2 separate regions of the Acanthopagrus latus genome follow, and region 2 is linked to region 1. Evidence: chromatin contacts called from public Hi-C data. All regions are on one chromosome and are shown on one strand. Each heading gives the region's core, a stretch centred on a gene start, on an enhancer-like site or on the middle of the called end of the contact. The rest is flanking DNA. Distances are from core to core; before and after follow the strand shown.

Region 1 (7,717 bases), core at 4,710-7,209:
TGGAGGCTGTACACCACCTGGGTACAAAGATTGTCATTGGGTCATTTTCAACCCAGCAGTTAAAATCACAGTCACAGAGTCAGTCACAGACTACCAAACACACACACACAGTGCTGATTGATCTCAGACAGAACTAAAACTTTCTCGCGCAGGTGTACCGTCACCTTTCCACGACCCCATACGCAACTTTTAAAGATCAAAGTTCAAACGATTTCAGACACAACCATCAAGGCCCTGTTTACTAACACTGCTACATTCAGAGTGTGAACATGCTGCAGGTGGCAGAACCCTCAGTTGTCTCTGTGCTGCAGAGGAGAGGTCTGGGACAGGCGGGTGAAGCGGCCGCTTGTTCTCCTGTAGTGGTCGTGGTCGTCCTCTTAGATCACCTTTGATTTATGTTTATGTTCACATTTGACTATTATTGGAAGTGCCTTCAGTAAATTGCATACAAAAGTAATTTCAGTGCATTTGTGATACTTTCTTGGGCTATACAAGTACTGTCTCTTGATTAAACATTATATATATATATATATATATATATATATATATATATATATATATATATATATATATATATATATATTGTTTACCACCTTTGCAGTAACTTAAGAAATGATAGTAATAAAAAAAAAAATCTACTTTAGTAAAGAAAACAATTTATGCTGAATGACAGGTTGATTGGTCATGCAAAATAGATTTGGCATTTAAAATTAAATGAAATTAAGGAGGGTTGTATACAGAATGTGAAGACAAGAGGAGGGTTGAAAGAAAACAGGAGATTTAAGCCAAAAAACCTCTTGATATTCTGTGTTAGCACATCCTACTGCTGTCATTAACAAGCAATTTCATTCCTCTGGAGATGAACAGAAAGGCAATAAATTCTATAACAAAGACGGACCAACAATTTGAGAATGAAAAGACTTTTATTAGAAAATGATGACAGCCTACAAGACAAATTTAGCCAGCATCTGAACCAATACGGGAAACAACAAAAATAATCATGATGAAATTCCTTTTCAAAAGATCTCGGTAAACACTGGACAAAAACGAGCATCATAGAAACTAAAAAGTGGTACTCAAAAACATACCAATACAGGAAGAGCGTACTCAGCAGCTTTCCACATGAAAGAAAATGAATTTGTCCTGGGATTAGTGTGACATCTTGTTCTGATTCTTCCTTAATAAATCGACAGATCTCGCACAATCCGTTCTCCAAAAGGCTTTTTTGTGAAATCACATCCTTTTGACTGGTAAGAATGTCGTCTCCGAACTTTACAAAGGCTTCAGATCCTGAATAAAAAAAAACCTTAGACTGCCTTGCGGTGGTATTCTGGAGGAGCGACTTCATAGTCACTTGCATTGAAGAGCGACGCAGAGTTCTTTACAAGATACCTGGAATGGAGAAACAATACTGTCATGTGTGCTGAATCAAAACGAGCCTCATCATTAACAACTGTGTGAATACTCACTTGAGAAAGTCTTGTAGATAACTGAGCAGCAGTGCAAGGCTCTTCTCATCCAGGGGAGTGTACGCAAGCATGGCTCCGATCCTCACTGTGAAAACCAAACAAAGACAGAATATTACACTTTATATAACCTCCAGCCTCGTCTTTATTTATAATTACTATAAAACTCCTTCAATATTTCCACTTAACTGATCCCAGAGAAGAAGTCTTTCAAGCTTTTATACCAGCACAGAAAGCAGGTTGTGTAGGTTCAGATGATTATTTATCCATTCAAAAGGCAATTAAAAGAAACAGGCTTGCTCTTATTTCGAATGACTGTTCTGTGTAGCTCTACTAGATGCAGCTGAGAATTTAAACTTTTTCATGTACAGAGTGCAGCTTTCGCACACTTTAAGATCGACAGGTGTGTGGGAGAAGACCAGAGGCTACCAAGGAAAAAGACCCCCCCCCACGCTGTCCACTTCACTTGCAATTATGTTTAATGACAACACTGTTTTATTACATGGACCCTCATCGGGCTATCTCTAGATGAAAACAGTCAGGAAACAGTTAAAAACTGAGCACAATTTACTCAAAGTTTAAGGACATTGTCAGAAAAAATATTAACATTAACAGTGCAATGTGCACATTATGTTAGTGTAATTTATATATGTACATTTATATAAAACATTTTTTTTATCAGCTAGTATTTCTGGTGTCAATAAGTGAGGGTAGCAAAAACTGATAGTGTTTTGTTTTTTTTTTGTTTTTTTACAAAAAAGCATTAGAGTTTTGGGGGTTATTCATCAGTTCTCTGCAAAAACGTAGTTAATGGGTGACTCAAGGTGCCACAGTTAGCTGAGACATAACAGCAGAGCAGAGAGGAGTGAACACGTATCGATATATTTGTAAGCTAACAACATCCTGCCCAGCTGATTTTACAGTCAGGTTCTGATTCTCTTACCACACATTTTTTTAATACTTACCACATAATCCTACAATATGCCACACTTTCACATTTCATATCTAATTTTGTGTGTTCATAACTGCCACTGCTTTTTTGTAATATAACATTTTGTAGGTGTGTTTTTACCAAAGAGTCTGAGTAAGTGAGGAGCGCCGTAGATCTGAGACATAGATGTATCCGGGTGGTTGGCCAGGATGTCCGCGTACTGTGGCCTCTCGAATTTGTAGAGAAGTTGTGTCCCAAGCATGACATTGAAATATTCCCGGACACCAGCAACCACCTCGTTCACGGCAAACTCTCTGAGCAGAAGAGGAAAACCAAGTTATAGCAAGTCATATTTTTGAATCACCTGGATAATGTACACCACTTGAGTAAATGACAGAAATAATGACAAGTAACAAAGCGTATCTTTACTTGCTGTCAGAGTTTCCTCTCGATTTCTTGTAGTTTGCATAATCTTCAAGGACTGCATCGACGTTCTTTTTGGCAGGTAGGTGGAAAAGCTGATGGCATAAAATGAAAGGATAAACAAATACAGGCGACTATCTCAATGGATTAAATGCAGTGAAATTCATTTTAAATTCTAAATCAGTACCAACCTGTTTTTGCCTTGTAATTAGGTCCCAGTCATCCACAAGCCACGGTTTCAGCTCCTCTGGTATTTTTACTTTAACCTCCACTCGATTTATGAAGGTCTCCTCCTGAGCAGACAGGACCAGATGTATGAAAAAGTGCACCAAGAGGAGGCTTTTTATCATGATGTTTACACATTTAATTTCAAAACATTTCCATTATGCAGTTGCAACAAACAACAATTAAACTATTTACTTGCTTACTTCCAGTGCAGTTCAGCATGATTTGACATCAGAAACCCCCAACCAGGAATATCAGTACTAAAGGCAGCAGGTATTTATGAACTTACGCTTTCAACTGTTGGGTCGACACGTGCCCTCTTCTTTCGAGGCGGGTGGGTTGGATCTCCTCCTGAACTTGTCCCTTCTCCTGCACCAGGAGCTGCACAGACAGAAACATATTCCATAAACATTCTACTCTAGTGACACCAATTATGCTGTTACTTTCTTGATCATTCACAGCTTCTGTGGAACTGACGATGCAAACACACTTGTGCAAAAACCAGCTAAGTGATAATTTTGAGGATTTATGCATGAAAACAGTGATAATTATGGAAATAAAAAACATGATATACTTACTCTTTTGTTTGTTCTTTTTGGTTTTCCTACGACAGAGAAAAATAGAGGTATGACATTTAAAATAAAGACAGTCATTAACAGGTGTAACACCTCTAGAACAGTTTGGCAGGAGACAGCCAAATAAGAAATTACTTGCACTCACACATCATTCTTCTGCGGTGCAGGAGGTATCTTCTTATTCGGCGCAGCACCCCTCATTCTTCCTTCTACATAATGGTCTCTGAAATGAGAAAAGAAAACACGATCAATTGCATTAGAATATTATATTTAAAGTCAGCCAGTTTTCAGGACACGGACTACGCTTTGTTAACATCTCCGAATATAGTGTACATGTATATGAGGTATTAATGCATGTGGACATGGGGTACTATTCTGTTTCTCTTTTTTTATTCTTTATATTTCTGTTCTGTTTTCTACCATATTCACCAAGCAGAACACCATTACAACATAATTTCTGAATTGCTCTTGCTATGGACCTTGCTCATAAGAAAAGTCACTGGAGTGTAATTTGTGAACATTAAAGTTTATAAAAACTACGATTGGAAAAGAGAGAGTGGACTTACTGATTGGCCCTCTGAAGCTCTTTCTGTTTCTGCAGATTACTGTCCACATACTTAAGCACTCTGCTTTCAGGAACCCATTCGTCCCAGCTGGGAGATAAAACACCAAGACAGAAATTAAGCACTTTGAAAATCTTCACTGTACACATCTTAAGTATTTGATTTGTGTGAACCAAACACTTACTTCTTATTCCACCCGCTGTAATGAATAAAATATTTGATTTGTTTGTCCTTGATGTTTATCTTAACACACTGCAAACAGAGACATAAAGCATTGTCAAGAAACTCTTATATTGGAGGCACAGTTTAGGATCACATGATCGGAGAATCGGGCTAACTAATGCAGCCTACCTTAGCTTCGTAGAGCAATGGCCCATGAAAACACAGCACTCTTTCACCTGAACAGAGTGTTGGTCAATTAAAGTCAGCAAAGGGCAGTTCAAGTAAAACAAAATTAAAGTGTAAAGACAACTGATCTACTTGCACATACACATCCTAAGAGTTCATAACAGGGCTTAAAATAGACTTAAACATTGTTACACCCTAATTAACACCTTTATCGTTTCAAACGTCTCTTTGATGGTTGGAAGCAAGTTTACAGCTAAGTTTATAAGTTAGTTTTAGACACACATGGAGACCTCAAACTATCATTCAAATGTTGACTATTTTAATAAATCTAATAATTTAATCTCTAATACCCACAGATATCCACATTACAATTATGATAAACAAAGAAAGGCAGAAAATCCTCCCACTGACATAAAACATTTTATTCCCTCAATAATAAGGATGCTGACAATTAAGCTCATCGTTGATTCCTTTGTATTTAAAATGGTCAACACATAATCAATTAAGCCATTAACAACTACTGTCATAATAAATAAATTTGCTTCATGATCTGGTTTGGAGAACTTGCAGTGCATTGCAATAAGTTAATTTAGATCTTAATTAAGAGACTTTAACAAATATTTTGCCTGAGATTCCGTGTACCGCGATCGATAATAACCTGATACTGACTTTCAACATTTGCCTTTTTCTTAAGGAATGAATGAACTCAATGTCTAACAAATAAATAAATGATATACATGCTAACTGACATACTATACACATCATTTGCTTTAGGACAGGTTGATAGGCCACACCAACGAGGACCACTCACGTAGTGAAAATGCATACACACTTGGTAAATCATTGAAAGAGCTGCAGAAATGTCTGACAGATGACAACAGCAGTTAGCCACACAGCTAGGACTCGGCTAACTGTGAGAACAGAGAGATAGGCGGTGAAATCAGTAAGGAGCTAACACTGAATGAAGCTAATACGTTCAGTTAGCTTGGGACAAAAACAACAGATGAAAATTCAAGGCATTTGCGCTGCCGTATGGTACTTCTGACGCCTCAATCTGCCGCAAAGAACAAAACTTGATATTTAACTAAAGTAGCGCATAAAAATGACCGAAACCTGTTTTATGCAACAACAATGAAAGCTAACGATGCTAGCCATTCGGCGGCTGCAGTGTTGTTTCGGTCATAAGCTAGCTGACATGGTGGACCTCTCCGGCGACTCCAGCGCTGCCTGATAACACGAATCTATCAGAAATTAAAACAGACAACTTGTTACCTTCTTGAAATTTAGGTTTCGGGTCCTGTTTCGGCGCCATTCACGGATTAAACTATCAAAATATGGGAAAAATCGCTAGCTCCCATTCCAGTCTGAAACGGCGCCGCTCTCTAAAAACGTCATAGTCGACGGGATGACGCATTAATGCCGCGACCAAAGACAGCGCCCGTTTCTAAATGAATTCCAATGACGCCGCTGTCTGGTGGAGCCCACAATTAGCTTAGAAATACTGAGATCCTGATTTCCCAAGCAACATAAAGTCTAGAAGTTCACCAGCAAGCACAAAATGTGTAAAATGTTTCGTACATCATGGTGTTAAAGCTGTTTCAAAACCTCCAGTCATTGCTGGGAATATTTAAATTCCCCCAAATAATACATGGAAGCCCTTAGTGAACTTAATCCACTTAATTCCACTTTTGCATCTGTTACAGTTAAATCTGATATGTATAATTGTATGGGTGTTCTGAAGTTCTCTAGTCCTCTATGGGCATATAAACTGTAACATATTGTTATTGACTGTAATCTATGAGTAAATGGAGAATGTAAAGCCTTCCTGGAATTGAAAAAACATTATATAAAAAGGCGAGTCAATGAGCTGTCAGTTGGTAAAATAACATGCTATGAAAGTAGAAGATGTTCTTTTAATTGCATATGGCTGAGAAACGTATTATATGACATGTATGATTGAGGACAGTGCTTTTTTAACCACTGAATTATGAATGGCGTTCATCAGCACCATGGATTGGTGAGAATCATTTTGTCCTGCCTGTGCCAAGAGGCAACTTATAACGTCTGTGTCAGAGCCATTCAAGCAGAATGTCTATAAACAAAAACAGTTATAAACAATTATCCTACAAGGTAAATGTATTGTCATTTCTTAAATCACAAGGGTTTAAGAAAAAATGTTTGAGTCCTTTGAGTTCTGCTACATCTATTTTAGAAATGGTAAAGTGTTGATGATGAATTGACAGGTCTCACAGCCTGCGGGAATGAAGCTGCTCCACAGTTTTCACCAATGTCACTGATAGATGGGTCATCATGATGTTCTGGGCAGTTTTAATCAATTTGAGTGCTTTCCTGCTTAACGTCACCAAAACCAAGGAGAACCAACTGAGAACCTATCTTGATTAGTTGAAATCAGAGATGGTCTGATGGTTTGAAGTAGAACACCATAATTCCCTGACCTGGTTTTATGCTTGTTGTGGACCTTTGAGTGCAGTTTTCATTTATTTTCCACAAGTGTGTCTTTGAACCTTGTAACGCCGATCAGGGGTGCAACAAGAGTTTCATAATAACTTCATTATAATGCTCACACCACTTGGTTGTGGAGGGCTTGCAGTGAGGAGCCGGGGATAATAGTGTGGTGCAGCACATCAAACAGATCCTGGTCAAAAAGCAAAGCACTCAGTATCTCATAGGAGTGAATTTAATGGCCACTGGTTGCTCTTGGCACTTGCCCCTCTCCAAGAGGCTCCATGTTAGTCACTCTCTAGTGCGTTCCACTTGAAACCCAGCCAGACCGCTGGTAGATGAGATTTCAACTGTCCACTCAAAGCCTTGATGAGTGTACCACTGGCTTCAGCGGGTCATTAGACTGGTGATGCTCAGCTGACAAGAGACAGTGAAACTGGACACTGTATTTAATAAAGATTTGCTGCATTGTTCAAGCTCAGTCGGCCCTTGCAACAGCAAAGCTGTTAAAATTTATCAGATGACACAAATTTTCTTGTTTTCACTGCCATTCATAAAGTTAGTATTTCTTGTCATTAACATATCTGTTTACAGAACAGCACAGCATGAGGGATTACTCCTTCATAGCTGTATTAATCCCTCAGGTATTTTGCAGTGCAACTGAACCCCTGATTAAGTTTTCTAAGGAACTGTGGTCCTGTGCTGACATCTAGTGTTCACAGA
Region 2 (7,058 bases), core at 2,104-4,603, 150 kb before region 1:
AAAATCAGTTGCCAACTTTTTAGATAGTTGATTAATAATTTCAGTGATTTTTCAAGCAGAAAAACATTTGCTGGTCTGCATTTGAAAAATAGGGATTTGCTGCTTTTCTTCCTCGTTCATGATAGTAAATATAGTAAATTACTAGCTGTCGGGTTTCGAACTGTTCGTTGATTAACTGCTGATGGAAATAATCATAATTTGAGGCCCTAAATGAAGGTAATTTAAACAACACATTGTATTATCTAATAAATGCATTGTTTTTAAACTTCAGAGCTTTTTTCCCCTTTGTTATGAAATGCTAACATTTTCAGATACATGTTTTTATTTTAGACAGCATGATAAACTTAAGCATAACATTACAAGATCACAGCCTCTCTCAGCTGAGCGTCAGTCTTCTCCGTGGTTCTCTCACCAGACATTGTGGTGATCGTGGCCACAGTCTTGAGTTCTGGACAGAACGGTGGGTGTGTGGCCCTCAAAGCTCTGCACGGTCAGTGTGCCCTCTCCAGAAGCCACATAGACTTTGGAAAGGTCTGTCGGGCAGAACCTCATCCCTCCGATAAAGTCTCCTGCTCCGTTCTGTGCAGGAAAACACAAATGCAGGCCTATCACTGGGCAGTAACTAGCACTACACTGCCATATAAATGGGCAGCATTGAATCAATGAGGGGCCGTCTGGTAGAAAAGACTGACGCTGGGCTGATTGAACTCTACAACCTTTTTTGACTTGAGCTGACAGAAAACAATGGGACTTTGTCTTACTTCAGCGTGCATGTGCTGGCAAACACTGTTAGAGTCGTCCCATTGAAATCTCGCAGTGCTGTCGTACCCCCGATAGACGAGGTGAACAGCTGAGTGGGATTTAACGAGTTAAACTTCATGTCTGTAACTGAGTCTCCAGCCCCCATCTAAGGCAGAGAACCAATAACAGTAACATGAGATACATTTTATTAAAAATCTAACTTGCACAGCCAAAAATGTAATCTTAGTCTTAGTAGTCTTAACAGTGTTGCATAATTAAAAGCATGCAGGTGTGCTGCTATTACAATTAACCGGCCGGTCACACGGACACTCACCCCTTGGATGAAAGTTTGCTTCGTGGGCGTCTCATAGTCCCACAGGTACAAGTCGCCGCCTTTGGAGCCCACAGCCAGAGTGGTGGGATGAGTCGGGTGCCACTCCAGGCAGGTGATCCTGCGGTCGAAGGGGCTGGTGGCACCGTGGAAATGATAGGACGAGAGTGAGCGCACAAAAGGTTCCTGGAGACACTGGAGGAGACAACAAATATGCTTTAAATATATAAAGTGAAGATTTACAACACATGGAGGATACAATATACATTAACATGGTCAATACATAAGAATTGGCAGCAAATCTCAAGAGCAACTGCTAACTCTGCTCTGTTTATGCATACCTGACTGTAGCTGCTGTTAGCATGTTGGCTTTGTTAGCCGTGCAGCTAACAGGACTAACAGGGGAGTGCTGGCGTTTACACAGTGAGCAGAGGAGCATTTTTTTCAATGTTTAGTTATTTTTTGAATGTTTTAAACAAAACAAAAAAACAAAAAAAATTAAATATTTGACATTTAATCACTAACTATTTCACTTAGAACAGACTCTGCAAAACTCACAGCCACACAGGAAGTGTAGCAGGCAGAGACACACAGTAGTCCATCATCACAGTAAAGATGATGAGTCGATCATTGACTCTCTGTTCATAAACTTGATTCTTTGGGTTAAATCACAATAAATCACAATATTAACTGACGTGCTGATATGACCTGTGTCAAAAACTAGTTCTCCTAGTTCTCTGCTTATATGTCACAATAACAACAAAACTAGAACCAGGTCCTACATGAAAATACTTTGCGCATGTACAGGAATAGGAGAAACAGGGGTCATGAGAGGAAGCTCATTTTCACCCCAGTGAATCTTACTGCATTGTAACAACTTAATCTGACCATGAATATGTTTCTGCATGATGTACTCACAGGCCTACACCATGCACACTTGCACAGTCATCTACAGTAATAGTATTGCATATGGAAAACTTGCCCACTTCCACATACAAGTAGTCGCAGTAGTACAATATAGTAATATATTTTGATCCACAGTGTTATCAGTGCCCGTCTTTGGTCCCTCTGTCCAGTCTTTGAGTGAAGCCTCACCTGTCTCATCCGTGAGTGCAGACTTTGTCCCAGTGTGCTCTTGTAAATATAATGCAAGATGCTCCCATAGCCAGTCCTCTTCTGGACTGCTGCAGGTTTGAGAGGAGGCCCTGCAAGACACACAAACCAAAGCTGTCATGACATGAGGTACATTTCATGATCAATATCGCCAACTCCAGCTGTCCCGTCGGGGCTGCACACCTTGTTTAGATTTCTCTCCATCTTTCTTGTCTCGTAGTTTTCTGGAGAGGGTCGTCGCAGAGCTCTCTCCGGCTCTTTTCTTCACTTTTCCCTTTGGCTCGGAGGCATTTGACTTCGTCGGTCTTTTCATTTCTCCCTTTAAAAACATACGACGAATCTTAATGCACAGCACAAAACCGAGGCTTTGACTCGACAGTTAATCATTTAACGTCATCAATGAAGTGAAATCAATCTTCTCACCTATGATTTTCAACGTTTGGAGCTGTACACATTCAGAGCAGGAGCTTTCCTGTTTGCATAACAGAGCAGTACACGTGAGAGTGGCTGCAAAAGTGGGTGTTTTGTAACGTGTGTGTGACGGCCTGTGGACGGTAGGCGTCAGTGTTTATCCACCAATAACCATCAGCGGACGCCATGTTTGGTGTTTAGGCAGGACTACAACATGACGTCAGATCAGCTGTCTTTTTTCAGAGGCTTTATATATATATATATATATATATATATATATATATATATATATATATATATATATATATATATATATATATATATATATATATATATATTTTAAAAGGAACAACGCACATTTAATATGTGTTATGGCAGTGAGCCTAATATATTAACGTGGTTAGGTAACTTATAAAATTGAGTGTTTTACAACAACAACAAATAAAAAATTGCCAAAACAAGTGGAAAAAAAACCAATAACAAAAAATGTACAGTGTTTAAATAAGTGTGGAAGACAAACTACTGCAAATATACTTAAACATAAAGAAGTTGGTTATGTTATCTGAAAAATGTGTAAATATACAAATTGTTACAAAGATAGCTCAAGATAAAAAAAAATATGTTTCGTTAAAACTATCTATCTATCTATCTATCTATCTATCTATCTATCTATCTATCTATCTATCTATCTATCTATAATCATAATAGGTTGCATATTTGACACTTTTCATGGTAGTTCCCATAAAATGCTGGGAAGTCTAGGCGGAAACACGTGATCGGTTGTTATTGAATCTGATTGGCTGCTGCCGCCTCGTTCTCCGGAGGGAAAGTTCAAAATTGTAGCAACAGGAACGGACAAACTAACGATACAAGAAGCAGAGCAACAATGATCAGACAAGCGTGAGTACAGTTTAATGTTGCTTTTTGTACCGGATGTAAAGTCCATTACCTAGAATTATTATCCTAATATCAAATATCGTGTTGGAATTTAGCTTGGCCGCTTGCAAACGGAATCCAAACAAGAGAAGTTAGTTAGCTTAGCCGTAACGTTAGCCTGAGGCTAATAAGCAGCCGTCTAGCCCGTGGCTTTGTTAGCGCATCATCGCTTTACTGTAATCTGAGTCTAACAATGTACTGTCCTAATGAAAGATGATTAATGTTTCAGGAAGGGGAAAACTCCCCGCAGGCCTCCTCCTAAGAAGCCACCCAACAACAACCAGAAAGACCCGGTTGGGGTAGGTCACTACGTTGTTCAGTAATTCATATTTGTATTGGCAAACACAAACTGCACATTAGCATTCAATAACAACCCCAATGCTTGCCTAGTTGTAACGTTAGTTGCACATTAAAGTATGTTACTAGCTGAGTGGATTTCCACGGATCAAAGAGTGACGTTCATTAAGGAGTGATCACGTCCTCTTGAAGCACACTTGACTGGTGTATTGTCCCCAGGTGTACTGTCGTGTCCGGCCCCTGGGTGCCGAGGACGAGGAGTGCTGCATTGAGGTCATCAGCAGCTCCACCATCCAGCTACACGCACCCGAGGGCTTCAAGACAAACAGAAATGGAGAGTACAAAGAGGTAACACATCTAGTGGACTTGGACTGTTTATGTTCTCCTCCTCTGTTCTAGTAGTTGAGGGGAAATAGCAGAGGTATTTGTCATCTTTTGCACAATAACATGCACACCATTGGCCTAATTTACTGCAATGTTTTTAATGGAAACAACTCAAATATAAAACGACCAAAACAAAAATAAATGGTTATCCCAGTAGCCTGAGCTTAATATAGGTAAGCCAAAGCCTAGTTCTTCCTGTAGGTTACTGAGGTGTTCTCATGTCAGATAAGTAATGCAATCTGTCCAGCCTGGAGGTTGGACAACCAGAAGAGCTAAGAGTAGAGCAGCCCCTCCTTCACACTGAAGGGAGCGATTCAAAAGTGGTTTAAGAATGTCTGTTAGACTCCTCCCTGTGGACGCATTCCAGACCATATCTAACTGGGAGGGAAACCTCCTAACAGACCTTTTTTAATTTTTTTATTTTTTCAATAGAGAAACTTTTTGGCCTGTTGATAAAAAAATTTACCATCAGTAGGAACAAATTATTCTGAGTGCCACTGAAAAGCTGGGAACGTCAGAAAGTACAGAGACCCCACTGTTGGTTTTAATCTCATTATGTTTATTTGGTGGAAATAAGAATATATATGATGATGCCGTCCTTAAATATTCTAATTCATCTTTTTTGTCTCGTAGACACAGTATTCTTTCAAACGAGTATTTGGAGTTTCCATATCTCAGAGGGAGCTTTTTGAACATGTGGCCAAACCTCTTGTCGATGATCTCATTCATGGAAAAAATGGTAAGAATGGTGATTTTTCTTTTTTATCTCAGTAATTTGTCCTCTGACTGAACTTTCCCTGAATTTTAACAGGAAATGGAAAAGCACTGTTTGGCTTTGAGATTATTATTGGCAGTTGATGGTCTCCGCTCTGGATGTTGCAGGTCTACTCTTTACGTATGGGGTGACGGGAAGCGGAAAGACGTTCACCATGACGGGCTCTCCGGGCCAGGGTGGACTTCTACCTCGCTCGCTTGACATGATCTTTAACAGTATAGGACCCTACCAGGCCAAAAGATATGTAAGACAGGAAGCTCTCTCTTGTACCCACATACCTCTATCATTCTTGAATCTGCACATTAGTAATCTAATTTCATACTTCCTGTTTTTCAGGTTTTCAAGACAGATGACAAAAATGGTATGGAGGTCCAGAATGAAGTTGATGCTTTGTTGGAGCGCCAAAGGCGTGAAAACAACTTGCCTGTTCCTAAAACACCCTCTGCCAGGTAAATCCCCAGTCCCCAGGAATACTACTGTTTCTACTGTGTAACTAATGTGTATATAACCTGAAAATCACTTCTTTGATTTCAGACAAAAGCTGGACCCTGAGATTGCGGACATGATTAAGCCGGAGGAGGCGTATAAAGCAGATGGTGTGGACGAGGACAGCAGCTACAGCGTCTTCGTCTCCTACATAGAAATCTACAACAACTACATCTATGATCTCCTGGAGGAAACTCAGGAGGATGTCATCAAACCAAAGTGAGTTCAGAAAATGTTAACTGAAAGGAACATAATTCAGATGTATAAATGTGCATTTAAAGACAGGTTTTAAATGTTTTGAGTAATTATACATTTACATTTTTATAGCTGGAAGAAGATCCTGCACACTGCCTGTCTTGCAAAAATACATTTATTATTGACGTGAGCAGGACTATGCTTGCAACTATTGATCCACTTTACATTCTCTGCATCTATGTCATGTGTCAATACATGTGCAAAGTGTTCTTCTGTTCAGAGGAGCTTGAAGACAGAATTATTGTCTTTCTTTTTACTAGGTGGAATGGTGGGGGCACACCTCTGCGCCAGAACACTGAGTTCATGTATGTGACCAGTGAATACTCGTCCATCAGACTTGTAGCCTGATTAAGATGAACTTTCCCTCTTTGACGTGTAACCTAGTTTGTAAGTGGAGCCGTGTGAACACTGGAGACATTTCCAAACTTCCAAAAAATGTTGTGGAAACTTCTTTTTTGAAAAACAAAATTAAAAAAGAAAAAGTGTTGCCACAACAACTAAGAAGTTATTAAAAAGTAGGGCTGGGTATTAATTGAAATAGTTTCAATGTTTTCTTTATATTAATGCTGATATATGTGACGGATATAAACAACACCTTTTATCTACTGGATTATTTTATTAATGGATGTACAAAACACATAAATCTAAGGGTAAAATGTTAGAGTAACTTTCAGGAGAATTGCCTCAAAATATTTATCTGGAGATGTGCCTAATATTTATTTAAGCATGTCCATTAGTAAACTGAATAGTTTTGTACTGTGTCCCGGGGATTTAAGCATTTATAATGAGCCTTTTTATATTTTGCAAATATTTTTTGTCAACATTTCACAGATGGAAAATAATGGCTAAATTAATCAACAGTAATAAAAAAAACTTAATTTTTTTTTTTTTTAAATAAAATACAGTTAAATTGGCATTTTACATCAAAGCTCTGTGCTACAGTGTAATGTCTCCAGTATTGACGAGAGTTCCTCTAGTCCCCCAGAATCATTACATTTCCCTGCTGCTGCTTGTAGTCTCTGTTATGTTACGGTTTAACTTCCTGAATGTCCTTAAACCTCCTGTCTGTTGCTTTGGATGGCGCTTCATGATTGTTACTGTCTGATTATTTCCCATGGCTGGAATCAAGCACACCCCGCCCCTCCTCCAAATGTTTGATGCTCATTTGTTCCACGTCTGCAGTGAGTGACCCTTTTTTTTCTCTCAATGTAGACCACCTCAATCTAGAATCCTCAGAGAGGATCAGAATCACAACATGTATGTGGCTGGTTGTATGGAGGTCGAAGTCAAATCTGCCGAGGAGGCATTTCAAGTGTTCTGGAAAGGTAA

Evidence for each region. A called contact is a pair of places that touch in the nucleus more often than the background predicts.
Region 2: a Hi-C map of liver shows a contact between it and region 1, with 4 times the contacts expected there. The contact joins the promoter of LOC119024437 here to the promoter of morf4l1 in region 1. A contact is called at or near these places in 4 of 4 Hi-C or Micro-C datasets (liver and muscle).

What each region holds. Positions count from the first base shown.
Region 1 is chr8:11,332,329-11,340,045 of fAcaLat1.1, reverse strand. morf4l1 (mortality factor 4-like protein 1) reads right to left here and starts at 5,959. Exons shown (of 12, transcript XM_037106741.1): 1 at 5,804-5,959; 2 at 4,535-4,581; 3 at 4,368-4,435; 4 at 4,187-4,273; 5 at 3,766-3,843; 6 at 3,624-3,649; 7 at 3,335-3,426; 8 at 3,012-3,113; 9 at 2,827-2,915; 10 at 2,539-2,711; 11 at 1,470-1,554; 12 at 905-1,392. The coding sequence starts at 5,843. The coding sequence ends at 1,308. LOC119024266 (a long non-coding RNA gene) reads right to left here and starts at 451. Exons shown (of 3, transcript XR_005076435.1): 1 at 1-451. It overlaps LOC119024265 (a long non-coding RNA gene), which reads left to right. Exons shown (of 3, transcript XR_005076433.1): 3 at 1-212.
Region 2 is chr8:11,478,176-11,485,233 of fAcaLat1.1, reverse strand. LOC119024437 (kinesin-like protein KIF23) reads left to right here and starts at 3,353. Exons shown (of 24, transcript XM_037107249.1): 1 at 3,353-3,496; 2 at 3,762-3,831; 3 at 4,049-4,177; 4 at 4,847-4,952; 5 at 5,096-5,232; 6 at 5,325-5,437; 7 at 5,523-5,693; 8 at 5,990-6,034; 9 at 6,942-7,054. The coding sequence starts at 3,483. It overlaps ddb2 (DNA damage-binding protein 2), which reads right to left. Exons shown (of 12, transcript XM_037107258.1): 3 at 2,369-2,504; 4 at 2,168-2,277; 5 at 1,076-1,267; 6 at 413-579. The coding sequence starts at 2,498.